Linked DNA regions of Sus scrofa: region 1 is linked to region 2. The links are chromatin contacts, called in public HiChIP or PLAC-seq maps. All regions are on one chromosome and are shown on one strand. Each heading gives the region's core, a stretch centred on a gene start, on an enhancer-like site or on the middle of the called end of the contact. The rest is flanking DNA. Distances are from core to core; before and after follow the strand shown.

Region 1 (6,477 bases), core at 1,996-4,495, 52 kb after region 2:
ACTATTAAATTTATTCTCTTTACAGAACAGATTTCTAATAAAATACTTAGTCATAAAATACATGGTTGGCCAGAGGTTCCCTACCCCCTTGATTATAAGCAGGTGCTACCTTTTGGGATATTTATTTGAAACATTAATACTTCAGTAATCAATACTCAATTGTTGATATTCTATGGTGTTATATTTTTGGGATTAGCAGGGGCTCAAGGAGGGAAGAACAGTCTGTAATTACTACCTCTTAAACCTGAAGCAATTGTTTTGTTATTAGAGCAAGTGAGATCTTTGTGGAAAGGAGTTTTCAGCATGGGTTTTGTTTTTTAGCATGGTTTCTGTGCTATAAAAGTAGTGATTCTCTGCACAGACTCAGGAAGATGGGCCAGTAGAACAAAGGCATCTCTTGGAAGTTGGTTGTTGGGTCTTGACCTTCCCTTCCTCTCACACTAGCAGGCCTCTTTCCCAGTGAATACACATCTTGTCTGTTTTTTGCCCCTCCCCCGCCCCCATTTACCTTTTCTTGGTCATGTATAAGCAATAAAGCTGTTTTCTGTTCCTCACCTTTCTCAACCCCATATTTTCTTCCTTTCCTTAGGCTAAGGATTTGATGGTTCTTCTAGTCCCCTTAAATATGGCTTAGGGTGGCTCTTCAAAACGTAAGCTCTCCCATTTGCACTACTGGCCTTGGAACATAGTTATTTCTAGTGTTCCTGCCAATCAGATCTATGTATTAAATCCTAAAATGAGATTAAAAAAAAAAAGTTGGAGAACTCACATTTATTGAATAACTTGTTGTGATACAAGGTGGAATTTCTGAATTCCAAATAAATAAATCTCACTTTTTGAACATTCGATCTGTTACTTTTTAGCACCAACAGGCTTGGTAATAGCCTGAAGTTGACAAAAGGTTGACAGTCTTTCCCCACTGGTTCTTCAATCTGCTTAAAAATAAGTCCTTTGCTGCTTCTGTCATTCTCTCAGGGGATGGCCTACTGCCCTCCTTTCTGTACAATCTGGGCAAACCGACTGGTGATAGCAAGAGTGGTGTCAATGAAGCGGTCCACGCAGCTAGAGAGACAATTTTCAGTGCGAGAGTCTAGGCGATTCCCCGGCTTCTCCACACATTTATCCCAACATAGCTCCATGAAGTGATGCACCTAAGAAGAAAGAATAACAGTAACCACTGGGGTCTGCAGACAGGCCAAACTGCTAATTTTCTAATTTCATCTTCTGTCACCCGATTAAATCATTCTTTCTTTCCTCACTTCCTAATTTGTCACCAGTATGGTCCAGATCCTCATCCCTACATTGCAACAATCCTTTTACCCTCTCCTTTTCTATTTTTCTCCTCCTTGGTAATTAAAGAAGTATTTTCCATTAAGTCACTCCAGTATTGGCCAAATGCATCAATTTCTGTCAGCCACTCAGGGCATATTATTTAACCCCACTCCATACTGATGGGGGTCCACACACATACTCAACATTACTCTTCATACTGCCGGAATGCCCTCCCTAAAGATTTTTTAAATTTTCTAATTGTATCCAGTCCCCATTTGCAAAATTTCAGGCAGGATCAATATCTTTTATATATATACGTCTTTAAAATTTTAGGGTGGTCTTTTTTAGGGCTGAACCCGTGGCACATGGACGTTCCCAGGCTAGGGGTCTAATTGGAGCTGTAGCTGCCAGCCTACACCAGAGCCACAACAACATGGCATCTGAGCCATGTCTGCAACCTACATCACAGCTCATGGCCACGCCAGATCCTCAACCCACTGAGCAAGGCCAGGGATAGAACCCGCAACCTCATGGTTCCTAGTCGGATTCATTAACCACTGAGCCACTATAGGAACTCCACCTTTTATATTCTTAAACTAGCCCCAGTGAAAAATGGTGAAGTATGGAACCAATTAACTCTCCCAAACCACTGCACCTATCTCATTCCAAAACTATTTCTAGTAGTTACTATTTTTTTTTTTTTTTTTACGTGGAGGTGGGGTGGGGGCTCATGGACATATTTGAGAATCCGATAAAGGTTATGGATCTAATCTACGGAAAAATGCACAAACAGGCACAGAACATGTGTGCATGTTCACAATGTTCACGACCCAGACTTTTTTTGCCACTCCTGCGACATACGGAAGCTCTCCTGGGCCAGGAATCGAACCCGAGTCACAACCGAATCCCTAACCGCTAGGCCACCAGGGACAGCCAGGAGCCAGAGATTTCTAACGAGGGTTCTCACTACTACCGTGAACCCTCCCCTTCCCACCACCCCACTCCTCCCCAAAAAGAGGAATAACAATTTACAGAGGGCCATTTAACTATTTTGGGAGGCTGGGAACTAAACATTCAGTCAATCCCTTCTGCGGTCCTAAAAGACGACTTTCACCTCCATTTAAGAGGCGCGGTTAACTAACTGAACCAAAGCCATGCAGCCAGTAAAGGACCACGCCAGGGTCTGAAACATGCCTAAGGGGCTACAAAGCTCTGGTTCTAAATAGTCTAGAGTGACGACTTCAGAGCCCACCTTTTTCTAATAATTCTCTACTGCTTCGTTTTCAAATTCATTACGGCATATGAGCCTCACCATCAACAGTGAGGCAGCCGGCGACTGCGAAATCAAGTCCTACGGTGGATGAGTGTTTTGTCTACGGGCACGGGCCCTGTAAAGAGCAGACAGGATTATAACCCGAATCTTCCGAATGCCAGCCTAGATAGACCGCGTCCAAACTAAGCTCCCGTGTACTTGCCTCGCCGGAAATTTTCTTCCCCCCACGCTAGGTGTGCTTAGCGGGCAACTGAACACTATGGGTCACCAGTGGCAGGATTGACTCGTTACTTTGGTGAAGGAAACCCGGCGCTGCAAGGACGGAGCCTCGGGCGGCCGCTTCGCGCCGCCAGCGTTCGGAACTCCGCGGGTGCCGGGGACCTGACCTGACCCGCCTTCCTTCTCACACTGGTTCCCGTCCCCAAACCTGTGCAGTGAACTGCGCCTTCTGCTGTTCGGCCGCCACCAGGCGCTGCAACTCGGCCTCGTCCGCCTCACCCAGCTCCGCCATCTTCCGCGTCAGCCTCGCGACCTTTCGTCGGATCTGTGTGCGCCGGTGCAGCGGGCGCGTGCCGACCCCCGACTTCCGGTTCATCGGCGCTTTTCTTTTCTTTGGTCGTTTTCTTTTGTCGTCACTGGGTGGATGTTGTCGTGTGACTGCTTCCGGGTTGCGGGATGACCTTGAGCCTTCAGGAAAGACATGGCGACTCTCTGGAGGCTCAGTGTTCTTTGCGGTGCCCGAGGAGGAGGAGGTGAGGGATCTGGGCAGCCGGAGGTTCTTAGAGCAGTCTCCTGCCGGGGAAAGGATGCGGTGAGGATTCGTCTACTGGGCGATGAGATCTCTGGAGCAGGGGATCCCTTCTCCTTTGGCTGTTCTGGCTCCTGCCGAAACTACAGCAAAGACCAGCTGTGGACCCAGGTGTTCACCTGAGTGCATATCTCCCCTGCTCTGGGCTGGCGCCGTGATGGGATAATCTGAAAGAGAGTTCCTTCTGAAAGTTGAAGTCCTGCTCAGGGTATTCATAAGAGTTCTCTTTTTCTCCCGACTTACTGTCTTGAGAATGCTCCCACCCAGAATCGGAAGAGTGCCGGGATCTAAGTTCCAGTCTAAGTCTTGCCCTTTTCCCCTGGAGTTCATTTTGATAATTATTGAAGTGGGCATTTGTGTTAGACCAGGCATTGTAGTATGGTTGGCATACAAATGTGAATAACACAATTCCAGCTCTCAAAGAGTTTTCATTTTTATAGGGAAAATAACGTGTAAAAATAATTTAACATAAAGCAAAAACTATTGTGCTTTATGTAAACTGGTTGCTAGTCCAGAGGAAGAATGTATTGGCCTTGTGTTTTAGAAGAATTTTCTTGCCTCGGTTCCTGAAGGAGATGGGTTGATTTGAGTTTTGTGTGTGTGTGTGTGTGTGTGTGTGTGTGTGTGTGTTTCATTTTAGGGCCACATCAGTGGCATATGGAAGTTCCCAGGCAAGGGGTGGAATCAGAGCTGTAGTTGCTGGCCTATACCACAGCCACAGCAATGCAGGATCTGAGCCGAGCGTGCAACCTACACCACACACTGGATCCTTAACCCGCTGAGCAAAGCCAGGGATCGAACCTGCATCCCCATGGATGCTAGTCAGATTCGTTTCTGCTGAGCCACGACAGGAACTCCCTGATTTGAGTCTTGAAAGTGAGGAAAGGCACAGGAAAAAGGGCACAGGGTATTATAGTTAGAGCTACTGGGATGAGCAAAAGCAATGAGGAAGATATATATAGAAACTGCTTGTTATGAGAGAAGACAAATTGGGTATTAGAATGTGAAGCTCAGGGTGATGAATGGCATGGTTCTGGAAAGGTGAATTGAAATAAAATCACAGAAGAACTTACCTTGATAAGAAGTATGCATTTTGGGAGTTCCAATTGGGATTCAGCGGGTTACAAACCTGGCTGGTATCCATGAGGACTCGGGTTTGATCCCTGGCCTTGACGGTGGGTTAAGGATCCGGTGTTGCCATGAGCTGTGGTGTAGGTCATAGACATGGCTTGGATCTGGCGTGGCTGTGGCCAGCAGCTACAGCTCCGATTCGACCCCTAGTCTGGGAACTTACATATGCTACAAGTGTGGCCCTAAAAAAAAAAAAAAAAGTATGCATTTTACTTTGTATGAAGGGTTGCCACTGAAAGATTTGACCTATATATTTGCAGGGTTTTTTTTGGGGGAGGGGTCTTTTTAAAAGGGCCACACCTGCGGCATATGGAGGTTCCCAGTCTAGGGGTCCAATTAGAGCTGTAGCCACCAGCCTATGCCAGAGTCACAGCAACTCGGGATCCAAGCCCGTCTGTGACCTTCACCATACCTCACAGCAACACCGGATCCTTAACCCACTGAGTGAGGTCAGGGATTGAACCCTCGTCCTTGTGGATGATAGTCGGGTTCGTTAGCCACTGAGCCACAATGGGAACTCCTAGATTTGCAGTTTAGATTGACCACTTTGGTAACAATGTGGAAGATGACCGTCATGGGAGATGAGGCAGGCTTAGACATAACTCAGGGACACCAGATAAGACACTGTACAGTAGTCCAGGCAAGGATGGTGAGGTCCTGAACTTGTAAAGTAGTTCCTTTAGAGAAGACTGTCTTAAGGAATGTTAAAGAGATACATCATATGATTTGGCAGTTGACTGAGTTTTAGAGGGAAAGGCCTATATGACTTCCAAATGTCTGGGTTAGGTTAAAGAAAGGTTGGAATGTCGGGAAGTTAAGTGGGAAACATGCAAATAGGAGACAAGTTTAAATGAGACAGTGAATTGAATGGTGATTTTAGGGGTTTTTTGTTTGTTTTGGTTTTTGGTTTTTAGGGCCATACTTGTGGCATATGGACGTTCCCAGGCCAAGGGTGGAGTTGGAGCTACAGCTATCGGCCCAAACCACAGCTACAGCAATTCAGGATCTGAGCTGCGTCTGCAACCTACACCACAACTCAGAGCAGCCCCAGATCCTTCCTTAACCCATTGAACAAGGCTCAAACCAAGGATTGAACCCGCATCTTCATGGATCCTAGTCGGATTTGTTAACTGCTTAGCCACGAAGGGAACTCCTGCGATTTTAGTTTTTGCCATGGTGAGTTTGTGGACCATGTAAAGTATCTTAGGGGAGAGGCCTTGAAGGCATTAGCAATTGAGTGGACAGAATGTCTAGAGGTGGGCATAGGAAGCAAGAGAGCAGTGGGCAGTTGATAAGAGTCCTGGGCAGACATAAGAGTAGATGCAGGAGGAAACTGATACATAATGGTCACAGATCAAAGGGAGAAGTGGAAGAGAGTTCTGTCAGAGAAAGAAAGGAAGGAGAAGCCATCAATGCCCAGGTGATACAGAAAGGCCTATTAGAGGCCACAGGATCAGTGGAAGGGTTAAGTATACTACATCAGTTGCCCGAAAATGGTCAGTAGAAAGGGAGGAAAGGTTAAAGGTGTAGGAGAGAAACTACATTTTATCGAGTACTTATAACAGTCTAGGAATTACGCTGAATATGTTACATACATTATTTAATTTTTGATGGGGTATTACGAAGTAAGCACCAGTATTTTCATTTTACAAATGAGGATATTGAGTCTTGGAGGGTTTGTTTACCTTAATTGCTCATCATCTCACAGCCAGTATTGGTAGGATTGGGTAAACTTAGGTCTGCCTATTTTTTAACCAAAAGACAAGATCTGAAAGAGGACAGAAAGAAATGGGGGGTGGTATTTCTCAAAGTAGACTGAATTCCTTGTGGACAAAGATTTTGTCTTTTCCTCTCTTGCTCTAGTGCAAAGCACAGTCTTTCTTGTTAGGCCCGCAGCTGAGGTATATGGAAGTTCCCAGGCTCGGGGTGGAATTGGAGCTGCAGCTGCCAGCCTACCCACAGCCACCACAACACCAGATCTAAGCTACATCTT
Region 2 (6,459 bases), core at 2,015-4,514:
TTTCATTTGACTTCCAATTACACATTTTCAACTATTAATCACAAGCCATTTTAATTGGGTTATTCCATCATTGTGTTAAAATTAAATATATATCTTTCACTACAAACTAATTCCTCTTTCCAACTAATCCATTCTATATCAGTAATATCCTACAAGTCTCAGGACTGATTTGACAAACCCAAGTATTTTTAGCCTACTTCTGGGGTAAACTTAACACTCCTGGACTCTGCCCTCCCATGATTTAGCTATACCTGTCAAAAATACATTCAAAATGCAAACTTGCTATGCACTGAAAAATGCAAAACAAGGTTTAAGCAAGGCTACCTAAGTAACTGAACAGCAAACTGAAGATCATCTCATAAAAAGGCTAATTTAGATCATGTTATTAAATTCAAATGCAGAAATACTATAGTAAAATATCTTAGCCAATTCAAAATTGTTAAAACACACACACACACACATATATTTTTTGCTTTTCAGGGCCGCACCCAAGGCATATGGAGGTTCCCAGGCTAGGGGTTGAATCAGAGCCACAGCAACACATCTGTGACCTAAACCACCTGGATCCCTAACCCACTGAGCGAGGACAGGGATCGAACCCGAAACTTCATGGTTACTAGTCAGATTCATTTGTACTGCGCCACAACAGGAACACCTATAAATTTTTGTAACTATAGTTACAATATAAGCACTTTCACTAATAACAATTCTTCCATTGCTTCTTCCCTTATTTATAAGTAGTTTAACATAATTGCAACAATTTAACAATACAGTTGCTCTACTCATTATTATTTCAAATTTGCTTTTTTTTTTTTTTGCCTATTAGGGCCACACCTGTGGCATATGGAAGTTTCCAGGCAAGGGGTCCAGTTGGAGCTATAGCTGCCAGCCTACTCCACAGCCACAGCAATGCAGAACCCAAGCCTCATCTGTGATCTATACCATAGCTCACTGCAACACTGGATCCCCAACCCACTGAGCAAGGCCAGGGTTGGAACTCACATCCTCATGGATACTAGTTGAATTCATTTCCACTGTGTCACAAATGGGAACTCCTGCCTTTCCATTTAATCTGGGAATTTCCTCAGTTGTATTGCCTACATACTATTCTGTTAGCCAACTGAGCTTAATCTTTCTCTCCTTTTTGAATAGTTGCATTTTTCCAACTACTTTTGTTATAAAGATACTAAAACTTTTTTTTACTTTGTTTTGGATGCCGTAAGGATATTAGACTACAATTTTGAAGAAGGATGTAAATATTTCCCCCGATTCTTATTTTCTACTAGATTGCCATCTCTAAAAACAACCAATATTCAGTGCCCCCAATGAGTGCATCTCCTTCTCTTCAGTCTCATTAACAGTGACATTTTAGACTTTTTTTTTTTAGGGCCGAACCTGCAGCATAAGGAAGTTCCCAGGCTAGGAGTCGAATTGGAGCTGCAATGACAGATCCTTAACCCACTGAGGAGGCCAGGGATTGAACCTGCATCCTCATGGATACTAGCTGAGTTCATAACCCATTGAGCCTCAATGGGAACTCCGAGATTTTAGAGTTTTTTCAAGTTTCCAATTTAAATAGGCATGAAATATTATTATTAATATTATTATTATTATCTCTTGGCTATCTTATTTTTTCAAATGCTTAATTACTAGCAAAGTTGAACATGTTTTCAACTGTTGGTTTTTCCTCTATCTTGTGTTCTTGATGTTCTCTAACCATCTGTTCACTGAAGACTTGGGAATTATAAATGCAGTATGTGCTTCCCTTCTGGTCTAATGCCACCCCCAGCTCAGAAATGAGATATTTTCTAATTATAGGGTGATAACCCTACAGTAGAAGTGTACCTAACAAAAGTAGGTAGAAGGAATTTTATGGCAAACCAGAATCTCAAGTCTGTTTGGTAAACCTGTATCTTCATACAAATATGTCTAATCCTGCTACAGTACTCCTGAATGTGGGAATGTATCTTCCTCTCGCCTGCCTTTCACACACTGGCTGGAAAAACTGTTCAACCCAGTTTCCTGTTGTGTTAGAGGTCTAAAATTAAATCTTTGTAACCCAGGAGTTCCCCTCCTGGCTCAGCAAAAACTAATCTGACTAGCATCCATGAGGGCCCAGGTTTGATCCCTGGCCTCGCTCAGTGGGTTAAGGATCCAGCGTTGCCGCTTAGTTGTGGCTTAGGTGGCAATGAGGCTCAGATCTGGAGTTGCAGCTGTGGTGTAGGCCGGCGGCTGCAGCTCTGATTCTGGCCCTAGCCTGGGAACCTCCATGTGCCTCAGGCGCGGCCCTAAAAAGACAAAAACCAGGGAGTTCCCGTCGTGGCGCAGTGGTTAACGAATCCGACTAGGAACCATGAGGTTGCGGGTTCGGTCCCTGCCCTTGCTCAGTGGGTTAACGATCCGGCGTTGCCGTGAGCTGTGGTGTAGGTCGCAGACGCGGCTCGGATCCAGCGTTGCTGTGGCTCTGGCGTAGGCCGGTGGCTACAGCTCCGATTCAACCCCTGGCCTGGGAACCTCCATATGCCGCGGGAGCGGCCCAAGAAATAGCAACAACAACAACAAAAAAGACAAAAAAAAAAAAAAAAAAAAAAAAAAACCAGAACCAAAAGAACAAAAAAACCTTTGTAACTCAGCACAGCCTGCGCAGAGCAAGACCCCATACCTAGTGGCCCTTGGGTGTGCAGAGGGCATTGCGGGAGCACCGAGATGCCTATAGGGCATCCCTGCCTAGTGTCAACGCAGGAGCGCCTGGACCCCGCCCCTCAGCTGCCAGCTCTCGGCGCCCAACAGGTCCTCTTCTCATTTTTCCCTCAAGTCGGGGCCACGCCCCTCAGCCCACTTCAGGCCCCTTTCCCTGTATCAGTGGGGTGTCTCCTTTTTCGGCCTTTCCCTTTCGGCCAGGCCCTTCACTGCGCTTGGGTCCCATTCTGCGAAATGCCGCCACCACTACGACCCTACCACCTTCCGCTTCTCTCCAAATTAATCTTTCCAAACTCGGCCTGCGTGGGCTCCGCTGGAATGTCCTTGTCCCTCGTAGTTTCAGTGTAGCCGCCCCAATCAGCTCTCGGCCACCCTTTACCCCATTCCCTGGAGAAGAGGGTAGGTTTCACACATTTCTGGACCGCGGAGGGGGTTGGGTGAACCTTTGAAGCCCATTTTACGACAACGTGCGGCTGGGCGGCGCGGCTGACGGCAACGCCGCGCGCTTCTTGGAGAGGTCACTCCGGAGACGGCGTTGGTTTTGGGGTGTGGGGTCGGTGGCACTATGTGGCGCGTGTGTGCGCGACGGGCCCAGAATGCAGCCCCAAGGGCAGGATTCGGGGCACGGTGGACGGCTTTGCGGGAGGAGCCAGGAGCTCCGTGCGCGGCCCCTCGGGCTGGCTCTGTTCCGGCTCGTTGCAGCAGCACGACTAGAGGGTATGGCAGGAGCCGGGCACTCTGCGGCTGGAGCGCCAGCTCGTGGGCCACACCTCAGAATCGTATCCTACTGCAGCTTTGGGGGTCTCCTAACCGCCGCTGGTATAGCCTCCCCCCGCATCAGAAGGTGAGCCCCAGACATGTTCTTCGCGGGACCCCGTTGTCCTTCATGCAGACTTGTTGGCTTCGGGTACTTTCTCAGAGGCCTCAGTGATCCCCCCTCCCCCCTGTCCCTTAGTATACTGTTTCTCACGGTCCTTTCTCCAGTACCCAGCTTTGCTGTAGCTCTGAAACGTCGCTCTCCTAATCTATTCCATTGATGGAAGAGCTCCAGGCTTCCCTCTCCTGACATGTTACTTTGAAAGAAGAACCCCAAGCCCGGGGCTCTGTGTGGAATGTCTGCTGAGTGTGTGCTCTGTTAGATTCACTTAGGACTGTGGAGCGGGAAATCTGTTACTGGAGAGCTGGTGACTGGAATTCTCTTTATATCCCTAGTACTGAGTGTGTGATGGGATTCGGACTTTGCGTTAAATTAAATTGAATTCATTGGAACGTTAAACCAGTTTGAGAGTTGGGTAGCTCTTTTTAAATTCAATGTTGCTCCTTTTTCTCTTCCAGGTTCCATTGCCTTCTCTTTCCCCCACAATGCAGGCAGGGACCATAGCCCGTTGGGAAAAAAAGGAAGGGGACAAAATCAATGAGGGTGAACTAATTGCAGAGGTAAGTTGTTTTAAAATATGCAAATTAGGAGCTGGCTTAGCTAAACTGAGCATTAATTTTCAGAGTGGGTCGTGTCATCCCTTTTGCTTAAGAGACTGAAATTTTTTTTACAACTTTATTAGAGAAGATTGGTTGCTTGAGTTAGCAGCCGCTAGCCACACTAATTTGCAGCTAAGATGTTTTTAATAGTAATTCATCTCTTTCAAAAATTTTTTAAAATTATAGTTTATTTAAATAATTCCTTGTTTCAAACCTGTGATGGAGGCTTTGTTTTCACATGATTGTTAAACTATATGATTTGATTTTATTCTTTTTTTAATGGCTGCTCCTGAGCTAGGGATTGAGCCTGTGCCTCTGCAGCCACCAAAGCCACTGCCGTCGGATTCCTTCTTTTTCTTTTTCTTTTTTTTTCTTTTTGTCTTTAGGGCCACACTTGTGGCATATGGAGGTTCCCAGGCTAGGGGTTGAATTGGAACTGTAGCCACTGGCCTACATCACAGCCACAGCAACGCCAGATATGAACTGTGTCTGTGACTGTAGCCACTGGCCTACACCACAGCTCGCAGCAACTGGATCCTTAATCCACTGAGCTAGGCCAGGGATCAAACCTGCATCCTCATGGATACTAGTCAGATTTGTTTCCACTGAGCCACGAGGAAACTTCTGCAGTCACATTTTCTTAATCCACTGTGCCACAGCAGGAATTCCTGAACTATATGATTTTAAGCAAGCTTCATACTGACAGCACAAACCTGAGCTCCTGCTTTTGTGTTAAAAGGTTGAAACTGATAAAGCTACTGTTGGATTTGAGAGCCTGGAGGAGTGTTACATGGCAAAGATACTTGTTGCTGAGGGTACCAGAGATGTTCCAGTTGGAGCAATCATTTGTATAACTGTTGAAAAGTGAGTAGTAATTTTCAATTTAGTAATTTGTGGTAATTTGTGAAACTTAGATGATTGCTGGAACATTTTATCCCAGAATTGAGAAATTAAAGGCTTCTGAGACAACTAAATCTGCTTTATAACCTCCTTATACTTACGCATTATTTCACTTTCTTAGGCCTGAAGACATTGAGGCCTTTAAAAATTATACATTGGATTCTTCGGCGGCACCTGCCCCACAAGCAGCCCCAGCCCCGACTCCTGCAGCTGCTGCTCCAGCACCCACACCTTCTGCTCAGGCTCCTGGTAGCTCATATCCCACTCACATGCAGGTGAGGCTCAGCCTCTGGTGTTTGCTCTAGAAAATTTGTGATTAATTCAGTATTTTTCATAGATGACTCTAACATCCTGAAACTGGCATTAAACATGGCTAGTTTTTTTGTTTTGTTTTGTCTTTTCAAGCTGAACCCGTGGCATATGGAGGTTCGCAGGCTGGGGGTCCAATCAGAGCTTCAGGTGCCGGCCTATGCCAGAGCAACAGCAACGCCAGATCCGAGCCACGTCTGCAACCCTCACCACAGCTCACAGCAGTGCTGGATCCTTAACCCACTGAGGCCAGGGATCAAACCTGCAACCTCATGATTCCTATTTGGATTCTTTTCTGCTGTGCCACAACAGGAACTCCAAACATGGCTAGTTTTTATCATTTGAAAGTAGACATTTTTTTTTTTTGCTGGGGGTGGGTGAGGGTGGGGATTGGCCGTGCCTATGTCGTGGAAGTTCCCCAGCCAAGGATCAAATCTGTGCCACAGGAGCAACCTCAGCTGCAGCAGTGGCAATGCCAGATCCTTAACCACTGCATCACAAGGGAGCTCTGTAAGTAGAGATTTAAATGTGAAGATTGACAATTTTTATTCCTAGTTGTTCTTTCTGGTTATGTGAACTTTGGAAAGTTCTTTTATTTACTTTTTGTTTATTTATTTTTTTTTGCTTTTTTTAAGGCCACACCTGAGGCATGTGGAAATTCCCAGACTAGGGTTTGATATGGAGCTGCAACTGCTGACCTATGGCAATGCCAGATCTGAGCCGTGTCTGTGACCTATACCACAGCTCATGGCAACTGTGGTGACTCAGGGATTGAACCCACATCCTCATGGATACTAGTTGGGTTTGTAACCTGCTGAGCCACAAGGGGAGCTCATGGACAGTTCCTTTATTCTTTCTTGGCCTCAATGTAGCAGATAGAATAATGCTTGGTACTTCTCATTCAAGAACGTTATGTTAGATTCTGAGGATGGTTTTGTACTTATATCTACTCCCTGTATAAACAGAATTTTTAGTAGGCCCCTAGTATTGTTTATTGAATGGAAGTTCCCGGTTGGTGTTTTCCCTTGACATGTGGTGTTATATTTTCTAAGAACAGATGAATAGCATCAATAA

What was found. HiChIP or PLAC-seq counts read pairs in DNA pulled down with a chosen protein or histone mark.
Region 1: a contact with region 2 is called in an H3K27ac HiChIP or PLAC-seq map of alveolar macrophages. The contact joins the promoter of SDHD here to the promoter of DLAT in region 2. A contact is called at or near these places in 1 of 47 Hi-C or Micro-C datasets (epiblast stem cells) and 1 of 2 datasets of contacts at active chromatin or transcription factors (alveolar macrophages).

Annotation. Positions count from the first base shown.
Region 1 is chr9:39,787,409-39,793,885 of Sscrofa11.1, forward strand. It overlaps SDHD (succinate dehydrogenase complex subunit D), which reads left to right and starts at 3,246. Exons shown (of 6, transcript NM_001097516.1): 1 at 3,246-3,297. The coding sequence starts at 3,246. TIMM8B (mitochondrial import inner membrane translocase subunit Tim8 B) reads right to left here and starts at 3,155. Exons shown (of 2, transcript XM_003129849.5): 1 at 2,973-3,155; 2 at 756-1,151. The coding sequence starts at 3,140. The coding sequence ends at 984. It overlaps C9H11orf57, which reads left to right. Exons shown (of 6, transcript XM_021062781.1): 6 at 1-554.
Region 2 is chr9:39,735,375-39,741,833 of Sscrofa11.1, forward strand. It overlaps DLAT (dihydrolipoamide S-acetyltransferase), which reads left to right and starts at 3,265. Exons shown (of 16, transcript NM_213994.1): 1 at 3,265-3,455; 2 at 3,457-3,462; 3 at 3,465-3,544; 4 at 4,036-4,137; 5 at 4,916-5,040; 6 at 5,198-5,351. The coding sequence starts at 3,266.